3 separate regions of the Zea mays genome follow, and all the other regions are linked to region 2. A link is a contact called in public Hi-C data. All regions are on one chromosome and are shown on one strand. The core of a region is the stretch at or near the end of the contact, and the rest is flanking DNA. Distances in the headings are between cores, read along the strand shown. Region 1 has its middle 70 kb from the start of LOC100191856. Region 2 holds the start of LOC100285564 (dihydroflavonol-4-reductase). Region 3 has its middle 81 kb from the start of LOC100285564.

The links. Hi-C and Micro-C count contacts between places; a contact is called where the count stands out from the background.
Region 1: a Hi-C map of leaf shows a contact between it and region 2, with 4 times the contacts expected there. The contact joins the enhancer-like site here to the promoter of LOC100285564 in region 2. A contact is called at or near these places in 4 of 25 Hi-C or Micro-C datasets (leaf and leaf mesophyll).
Region 3: a Hi-C map of endosperm shows a contact between it and region 2, with 5 times the contacts expected there. The contact joins the enhancer-like site here to the promoter of LOC100285564 in region 2. A contact is called at or near these places in 7 of 25 Hi-C or Micro-C datasets (bundle sheath, endosperm, leaf and 2 more).

The regions. Positions count from the first base shown.
Region 1 is chr5:94,365,816-94,368,673 of Zm-B73-REFERENCE-NAM-5.0, reverse strand. No RefSeq gene overlaps it. Among protein-coding and RNA genes, the nearest start is that of LOC100191856, 70 kb to the right of the region's middle. Within about 2 kb of position 1,438, at least 17 of the 20 cell types and tissues checked have an H3K27ac peak or open chromatin away from gene starts, as enhancers often do. A contact at or near this core is called in leaf and leaf mesophyll, where this site is marked.
Region 2 is chr5:94,462,389-94,465,466 of Zm-B73-REFERENCE-NAM-5.0, reverse strand. It overlaps LOC100285564 (dihydroflavonol-4-reductase), which reads right to left and starts at 1,354. Exons shown (of 6, transcript NM_001158455.2): 1 at 1,111-1,354; 2 at 766-923; 3 at 451-636; 4 at 1-333. The coding sequence starts at 1,219. The region is part of intron 4 of LOC118472037 (a long non-coding RNA gene); the gene reads left to right.
Region 3 is chr5:94,382,045-94,385,152 of Zm-B73-REFERENCE-NAM-5.0, reverse strand. No RefSeq gene overlaps it. Among protein-coding and RNA genes, the nearest start is that of LOC100285564, 81 kb to the left of the region's middle. Within about 2 kb of position 1,567, at least 17 of the 20 cell types and tissues checked have an H3K27ac peak or open chromatin away from gene starts, as enhancers often do. A contact at or near this core is called in bundle sheath, endosperm, leaf and 2 more, where this site is marked.

The sequences.
Region 1 (2,858 bases), core at 189-2,688, 97 kb after region 2:
TCTCCAAAAGATTAAGCTAAAATGTCTATTTCATTATAATGTATAGAGGAAATAAATAGTGATATTCAAACTTTGGTAGTTCAAAACTTGAAGTTAAAACTTTGAACTGAGATTAAATGAGAAAAATAGAAAGATTCCAAATTGTTTAGGGAGTAAAATTATTCACTATAGTGCCTATGAAGCTATCTCTTAGTAGGAAATAAATTCAGAAATTCGTGCACAAATAAAAACATTTAGAATTATTGCCTACAGAATAATCACCAAAGGATCTAGGATGATATATTCGATTTTTTTTAGATTAGTGTATTTTATGAGTTTCATAGTAAGAGAACGTTTGTTTAATAGCTAAAACAAGATAATAAATAAATAGAAGTAAACTTTACATAACCATGCTGGACTTTTCTTAGCTGTGCATTTTAAATCCAAATTTTATTTGAGTTTGATTCGAAATATGGAAATCAAAATAGAAAAAAAGAAATAAAAAGAAAAAAAACCAAAACAACAAAAAGAAAGGAGAACCATACCTGCGTGGGCCCAAAGCCACGGGCGCGCGGCCCAATTAGCCCCGCGCGGTCGGATTCTATCACGCCCACTCGCACTAGCCACTGCCACATGGGCCCACGCATCAGCCGGAAGCCGCACCTGCGCGTTTGGACTCCCTCACTGACTATTGGGACCCATGTGTCATATTCATCCCCAACCTCACCGTGAACCTCGCAGATGGTTGCAACTAACCCCACGCGCGTGCTCGACCGAATTTGTTGGCGTCAGTTGCGATTTGGTGGGCCCCACGCAGGAGGGATCGTTCGCAGTCCGGCTCCGCATGCGTGTATAAAGGCCGGGGCCATCCTCGCTAACCTCGGCGCCGGTGCGACTGGTCCTGCTCGCCGGGGAACACCGCTGAGATCTATTCAAGCGCTCGCCGCCCTTATGTCCTCTATGCGTGGTCCTGGGCGTTCGGCTGATCGTGTCGCACGTAGGAGGCACATAGCAGGGTGAATATGGAAACCACGGTATCGGCGATTTCTCACCGATGGTCGGACGATGTCGGCGAGCCGAAATCCCATCGCGGACAGACTTCTGCGGAGGCTCCCATCCCTAGTAAGAAGCTTATATCATCTTCTATTAAGCTCTACTTGTGTTGCACCTCCTGCGTTGGGGTTTAGCCGGAGAATCGTGTCGTTGGGATGGGCTCCGGTGGTACGCCACCGCAGGGAAGACATGTGCCACTGTCCTGCCGAGCTGTGGGGGGGGGGGGGGGGGGGGGGGGGGGAGACGGGCCTATGTACGTTGATCACAAAATGAGCACTGGAGATTAGATCTAGTATCACCCCTGCGTCGGTTTGATCTAAACCGGAGATCGGGAGATGGAGGGACGGCGTTAGTATCTAGTTGTTTCAAAATCCGGGCCGTCGATCGCTCGTTGGGCGGCTCGGATTGCATACCGGTTTAGTATATATAACTTCTAATCTGAGCCACCAGAGTCTGATCGGATGGCCCTAGCTCACCCGTACCCCTTCGAGCCGTCTATTTTGCTTAAGAGCCCCTGCAGATCTAGGGTTTTAACATGCCGTCCTTGGCATGTGTAAAATAATTGGGATAGAGTCCAAGATATTTATAAGCTACCCTGTATTCTTTAGAATGGTAACAACAGTCCGTAGCTCTTGTTTTTAGTAAAAAGAATTTTAGAAAATGATTTATAACATAGAAGTAAATCACATAATATTAGAAAAAAATATAAGTTGCACATTTTAACTCCTTTTGATCCATTCCAGTGTGACACCCTAGGTGTCTATTTCGTGTTATGTTGGGAGATTTATCCTAATCTCGGATCCATTCCAGTGTGACACCCTTGGTGTCTATTTCGTGAAATGCTTAAGTGTCCTGATACAAATTGAAACTTGATAACTAAGTCATAATGATTTGAACTTGAGAAATTGGTGATAGTGTCTCTCTATGATTTTGCTTGGTGATTTAGTTAAGTGCTCTTGTGCTAGCAAACTAAAATTACTGCGTGTACAATTTTGGTTGTGCGTGTAATCTAGTTAAGTAAAATATGTGTTTTGTAGAAAAATCATATAGAAAAGTTGTACATAACTTTATTATCTTGCTCGTGTTAAAAATTGACAGCCATAAGTCTGATCGTTTAGAAGCTATGCTTTTCACATGTTCAGTAACTGAATCTGTCCAATTTCAGTACAGATTCCAGAGATTGCATTGTTTGCTTAAGTTCAGTTTAGAATCAGTCCTTATAAATTATGGTCGAGAGGGTTATTGCTTCCAGGATAGATGGTCGAGAGGGTTATTGCTTCCACAGGAGAGGACCAGGAGGAGTAGTGTGGCCAGGCTTCGCCATGTTACTCGGTTTTCTCCGTTAGTTATTTCCGCTGCATTAAAAATTTTGGTTACTGTTTCTGAAACTCTGATAATGTAATCACTAATGATACTTTCTTAATTTATGGTATTATGCTTTATTTTATTTCTCTGTGCCTCACCTTCGAGTGAGCTAGTGGTATTCGATCCTGGATAAGTGGCTTTATCGGACTAGATCCGAGGGACTAACGAGTTATTCCGGTTTAAGTGTGTTGCTACCTTTAAGGGTATGACTTGGCCACTTAAGCTGGAATAATTTGGACGGTTTCGCCATAGCTGGTATCGGAGCGAGTACCACTTCAGAGAAGTCAATAAGTCATGAATACCAACTTTTTAAAAGTAAAACTTGCTTAGAAACCAATGTTGGATAGATCGTCAGGACGGTAAAGATAAACCTATGACGTGAAGCCTTAGGGAATAGATGGGTAGCTTGGTGGCTATTTATATAGGCCATAAAGGCTACTACTACTATTAATAAGGATGTT
Region 2 (3,078 bases), core at 105-2,604:
GAAGAGTCCGGCGAGGATGCGGCAGAGCTCGCCGCGGTGCAGGGTGCGCTCGGCGCAGACGTACCGGCGGCCGCCGGCTCCGGGCGCCTCCAGCACCCTGACGTGCGCCTCGGCGGCGTCCCTGACGTGCACGTAGGCGTGCGACTCGTTGACGTACTCCTTTGTCTGTCCCGTGAGGTACTTGAGGATGTGCAGGGTGCTGGTGTTCATACTGGGCTGCAGCAGCTCGCCGAGCACCACCACCGGGATGACCACCGCCAGGTCCAGCCCCCGCGCCCGCGCCGCCTCCCACGCGCCCTGCTCCGCCACCGTCTTTGCGTAGCAGTACCAGTTCTGTGAGAATTCATTCATTCCAACGGCGTCAGGACTCAGGACTGGCCGCGCGCCGGAGCGGGGGTTCTTTCTTTTGTACTAATTGATTCGCAGGCCGGGCGAGAGTTTTTTGTTTACCTCGGTGCTCTTGCAGTACTCGAGGTCGCTCCAGCTGGAGTCGCCGAGCGGGGCGTCGGGGTCGCGGCGCGGGTCCATGTACATGGTGCCGATGGTGGAGGACAGCACCAGGCGCCGCACGCCGGCGTCCGCCGCCGCCTCCACGACGTTCCGCGTCCCGGCGATAATCGGCTCGATGATCTCCTCCTGCAAGCCAGGGGTGAATGAGAAGCTTCAGTTTTAATCCTTGCGCTCTCGTGTTGTACTGCTTCCAAGGAGAGGGCAAGAGGCGAGGTCTCGTCATTGGCGGGCGGGCGGGCGGGCGGCGGTGCTTACGGGGTTGTCGTGCATCGGCGAGGCGGTGTGGATGACGCCGTCGCAGCCGCGGAAGGCGGCGCGGAGGCTGGCGCGGTCGAGCAGGTCCACCTGCAGCATGGTGAGGCGCTCCGCCGCGCCGTCGAGCGCCCACAGGTGCGCGTTCTTGGGGTCAGCAGCTGCGCCGCCAGCCGAGTCGGGATTCGAGAGATCCAGCCGCCGCCACAAGCGACAGCCAAAGACAACCCGTCACGTCAGAGACATTCCGGCGCTTTTGTTGGGATTGCGAGGAGGAGAGGAGACGGAACGGACAACGGAGAGAGAGGGAGGGAGGGGAGGAGCAGGCAGCGACCAGCGCGTACCAACCTTCGCGGCGGGAGGTGCCCCGGACGGCGTACCCGCGGGCGAGGAGGATCTTGACGATCCACGAGCCGATGAAGCCGCCGGCGCCGGTGACGCACACGACGGCGGCCATCGCGCGCTGTCGCCCAGTCCCTTCTTCTTCCTCCTCCTCTCGAGCGTGACGGGCGCCGGGCGGGCGGTGATGCTGGTGCCGGTGCCGGGTGGGTGCGCCGCGCACGGACGGCCGGACGGGTGAATGGGTTCGTCCGAGAGCGGGCTGAGCAAATAGGGGCAAGCATTTATCCGCGGAATCGGGACGAAATGGTACGGTGAAGGGGCGGAAATGGCACAGAACGCGGGTGTCTCAAGGCGGTCGCGGTCGCACCAGGCCGTCATGTGAAACGCGAGTGCTACGACCTTGACGGCGACGAAGACCAACACCACCAGTGGATACCGCGCCTGGTGTGTGTGTCTGTCAACCTTGAATACAAATGCCAACGGCGAACCGTCATCCCATTATCATTTTCTGCCTATTGTGTTAAACGTGTGGTACAGGTAATAGTGCAGGAAGCCGTCTCTAATCTCTTGTTTATGACTGCCAGTGCCACCAGCCACCAGCAGCTGTTTCTGTACTGCTGGTAATAGTACTAGCAATAATAATCACGCTGAAAAAATGGTGCCCTGCAAGCACAGCAGGGATCACGTGCCCGGACACGTCGCAGTTGTTTGGTGGGGCTCCGCTCATGCCACTTGCCAGTGTCGTGCGGGGTCGGTGAAAGGGAGGGAAACGTCGCGGCCTTGTGCGACGCGCTGAAGGATCGGAGCCACCAGTGGCCAGTGGGTGATGCATCGCTGGGCCCTCGACGTCCACGTCGGCACGAATCCTCGGTGCCTGCCGACGCAAATCTTTGCTAACTCCAAAACATCTAAACTGATAGACTTTTGTTACCTACAATCCTATGTTTCTGATTCGGTTTTCTAAAACAAAATACAGATACATCCTATATTATATTAGTTGGCAGAGGTTCATATCATATCAGGACAGGGAAGGCGGAGAGGATCATATCATATCAGTGAGGAAGCACACGGCGAGAAGACGCGGGAAACCACTGCTACGGACGCACGCGAATGGATTAGGGAGAGTCCTGGTTCCCGCAAATATGCAGGAGGGAAGCTATCGATGCGGGGGAAGCGAAAAAATGGGAAAACAATAGGCGTCTGTTGGAGAGGAGTTATCGTCCTTTTTTCTTAAAAAATATTTTGAGGTTGTTTTAGCATCTCTTTTGGATTTTCTCTAATACCCATCCATTTTTGGATACTCATTACATCCTTTGCGTACCCACCCAAAAATACATCTTCTATTTGACTACCATTATCTCTAACAATAACCATCTAGACCGAATTTTTTACATTTTGGTCCTTTCTCGGAAAAAAATCACGTTTAGACACTAGAAAATTTTAATGTCATTTTTGGACCCTTTGCTCGGCGCCGTAGCCTATGGCGCCGAGGTAACACAGCTCGACGCCATAGGCTATGGCGCCGAGGTACGTGCTGCGCTGGCGACGTGATATCGAGCTCGGCGCCATAGATCTTGGCGACGAGCTTAGTTGTGTACATGAAACTTGTCTAGCTCAGTCGGTAAAGCACAAGTGGTTGTGGGTTCGAGCCACACAGTGGATGTTTTTTAATACTTTTTGTCTTTTTCACTGATTTTTTTTTGTTGTCCAGATTTTTCGTTTATGTCGCTGATTTGTCCGTCCAGATTTATTTCTCATCTATATTTTTTTTGTTTTTATGACTAATTTGTTTATTCGTCCAGATATTTTTTTTGTTTATCCGGCGAGCACAACGGCTGTGTGCCACAGTGGCCGTGAGCCGTCAACTTTCCCCCTTGTTTGCTCAGCTAACCTACACCTAGGAAAATCAAACTGAACCGCAAATAGACTATAATGTTTAAAACTTCTTTTGGAAATGCAATTTGAAGATTAGCA
Region 3 (3,108 bases), core at 318-2,817, 81 kb after region 2:
TCCGGACCTCCTTACGGATGAAGTCTTGCCGCTCAATGGACTGTCTCCGAGGCTTCTGACTCACCGGTTTGGCGTCAGGGTGGATCTTCAGATGGTGCTCGATCACCTCCATGGGGATCCCAGGCATCTGTGACGGCTCCCATGCGAACACGTCGGCATTTGCCTGGAGGAAGACGAAGAGCAAGCACCTAAAGCATGGTATGAATGCCTAAGAGGTTTCCTTATTGCAAATTCATTTAAAATTGGGAAGCCGATCCTACTTTATTCACGAAGACTATTGATGGACATTTATTTGTATGCCAAATATGTAACACCGAAAATTCCACTTTGGAAATTATAACATCAATAATTAAAAATGTCCCAAAATAAATATATTGCCTAAATAAAAGATTAAAATAAAAGATACTTAGAAATTAAATTATACTTGGTTTATGTGTTAGACTCTTCTTTTGGATTAAATAATTAGAAATATTCTCTAGATATGATGAGATAAGACTATACTTTAGTATCAAAATTATGTAATTGTGTCTTTAAAACATGTGATTTAGATATATAATCACAATAAGATTTCTCATGTGTGATAAAACAAGTGGGATATTTCTTTCATTAACTAGGTAGTTTAAAATATTTAAATAAACACAGTAGAAATAAATGAAAACTTATGCAAAAACATGTTAAAACCCTAGTCCTAAGTATTTTCGAAATTTTAAGTTTAAAGCTTGAATCAAATTGGAATTTGAAAAAACAATAGAAAAAGAAAAAAAAAGAAAAGAGAAACTTATCTCTGCGACTGGGCCGAAATTTCCCCTTGGCCCACTACCATACGCGCGCTCGGCCCAGTTCACCATAACGCCCTGCTACGCGGCCGATTCACACAGCCAGGCTGACTCATGGGTCCGCCTTGTCGGTGACCTTTCGGCCATGCACGTCGATCCGTTGGACGCTGTGATACGGGGCCCTCCTGTCAGCCGTTTCTTCCCCACACAACAGAGCTTCGGGCGCAACAACCTCACCGAGATCCGCTCAACGCAAGCTGGCATTGGATTCTTCCGTGACTGATCTTCTCGGATCGGACTTGCTCCTCCCAACGTCTATAAAGGTCGCCATGGCCCCGGTTTCCATTACAGCCGTCGTGGTGAGCAGATGGGAGCGTGAGGGTGAAGAGTAGCAGCACCACCGCTGGTGTCAAGGCAAGCTTCACCATTGGCCGCGATAAGTCGCTCGGGGGTTTCGTGAAGCTCGGCGGAAGTCTCGGCAGCGTGATTGGTGGCGGCTTTCGGGAGGAACTGGGCAAATTGCTCGTCGGAGCGTGTACCTCGCTGCAAAGCCACGGTCGCTTTGGCCAGCGCGCGCCGTCGTCTATCTCCGGTAGGTGCCCCATTCGTGTTCACATTAATCTCCTCGTCAAATAGCACCGATCGTTCTTGTGTTTGGGGATCTGCTGCCTCGGCGCATGTTCGTCGGCGATGGCGCCGCCGCTGGTGGCCTGTGCGCTGCCGCGGGCTGACCGTGGGTAGGGAGGAAAGCTTCTAGCCGTCGGATGAACGATCAGTGATCAAGAACATAGCTTGGGTAACGTTTCGGCCGGCAGAACGCGCACCGTTGGATTCCGATGAAGTGAACGCGAGTAGTTCTCAGCTATTTAAAATCTGGACCGTTGGTTTTGAATCCTGCAATCCGGATTCAATACTGGATGGTTAAAGTATTAATCTAATCCGGGTCGTCCGGATCGGATCGGGCGGCTGTGTGATGTCCATACCCCTTCGCCGTGGAACTTTGCTAAAGAGCCCCTAACCTTTTGAAAAATAAACCCGCCATCCCTCTCAGGTTTAATTCGATTACGGTTAGATCCCGGGTATTTGCAAATTAGCCCTTATCACCCATAAAACTTCAAAAAATCATAACTTGAACATTTTAACTCCTTTTTGATCCATTCCAATTGCAATAAATCCATAATAATATTGTTTATCTCCTGGTAACTTTATTTTGTTATGAAACATAAATTTAAATTATGTACTTAATTTCTTTTGTACCAAACTCCTAAATCTTTAGAAAATCATAACTTTATAACTGTAACTCCGAATTTAGTGGTTCTCGATCCCACGATCTCGTAGCATCACGTAGGATATTATTATGGAGTTTGTCCTTATGTTTGGTGTGATATTAATTTTGTCTATACCATGTTTGTTTGTATTGCTACTAAAAGGGAATTAGGCATACACCTATTTCCTAATTGATTTTGTTGTTTGAATTGCCCAACACAAATAATTAGACTAACTAGTTTGCTCTAGTCTATAAGTTCTACAGGTGCCAAAGGTTCACAATAAGCCAATAAAAAAACCAAGAAAATGGTTCAAACAAGAGAGCAAGGGACAACCGAAGTGCTCCCTGGTCTGGCGCATCGGACTGTCCGGTGTGCCACCGGACAGTGTCTGGTGCACCAGGGGACTCCAAGCTGAACTCTTCACCTTCGGGAATTCTCGGAGGCGCTTCGCTATAATTCACCGGACTGTCCGGTGCCCCAAGGGAGAGCGACTCTGAACTCGCTAGCTTCGGGAATCCGCTCCGCTAAAATTCACCGAACTATCCGGTGTAACACCGGACTGTCCGGTGAGCCAGCGGAGCAACGGCTACTTCACGCGCAACGGTAGACTGCAACGCATTAAATGCGCGCCTGCGCGCGCAGAGGACAGAGCACGCGCGGGTGGCACACCGGACAGTCTACAGGACTTGTCCGGTGCACCACCGGACAGGCAGGCGGGCCCACAAGACAGAGCTCCAACGGTCGGAACCCAACGGCCAGGTGACGTGGCTGGCGCACCGGACAGTGTCCGGTGGCGCACCGGACTGTCCGGTGCGCCATGCGACAGAAGCCTTCACCAAACGGCTAGTTTGGTGGTTGGGGTTATAAATACCCCCAACCACCCCACATTCAAGTCATCCAAGTTTTTCACCTTCCAACTACTTACAAGAGCTCTAGCATTCAATTCTAGACACACCCAAGTGATCAAATCCTCTCCCAATTCCACACAAAGCTTTAGTGATAAGTGAGAGAGATTTGTTGTGTTCTTTTGAGCTCTTGCGCTTGGATTGCTTCTTTCTTTCATT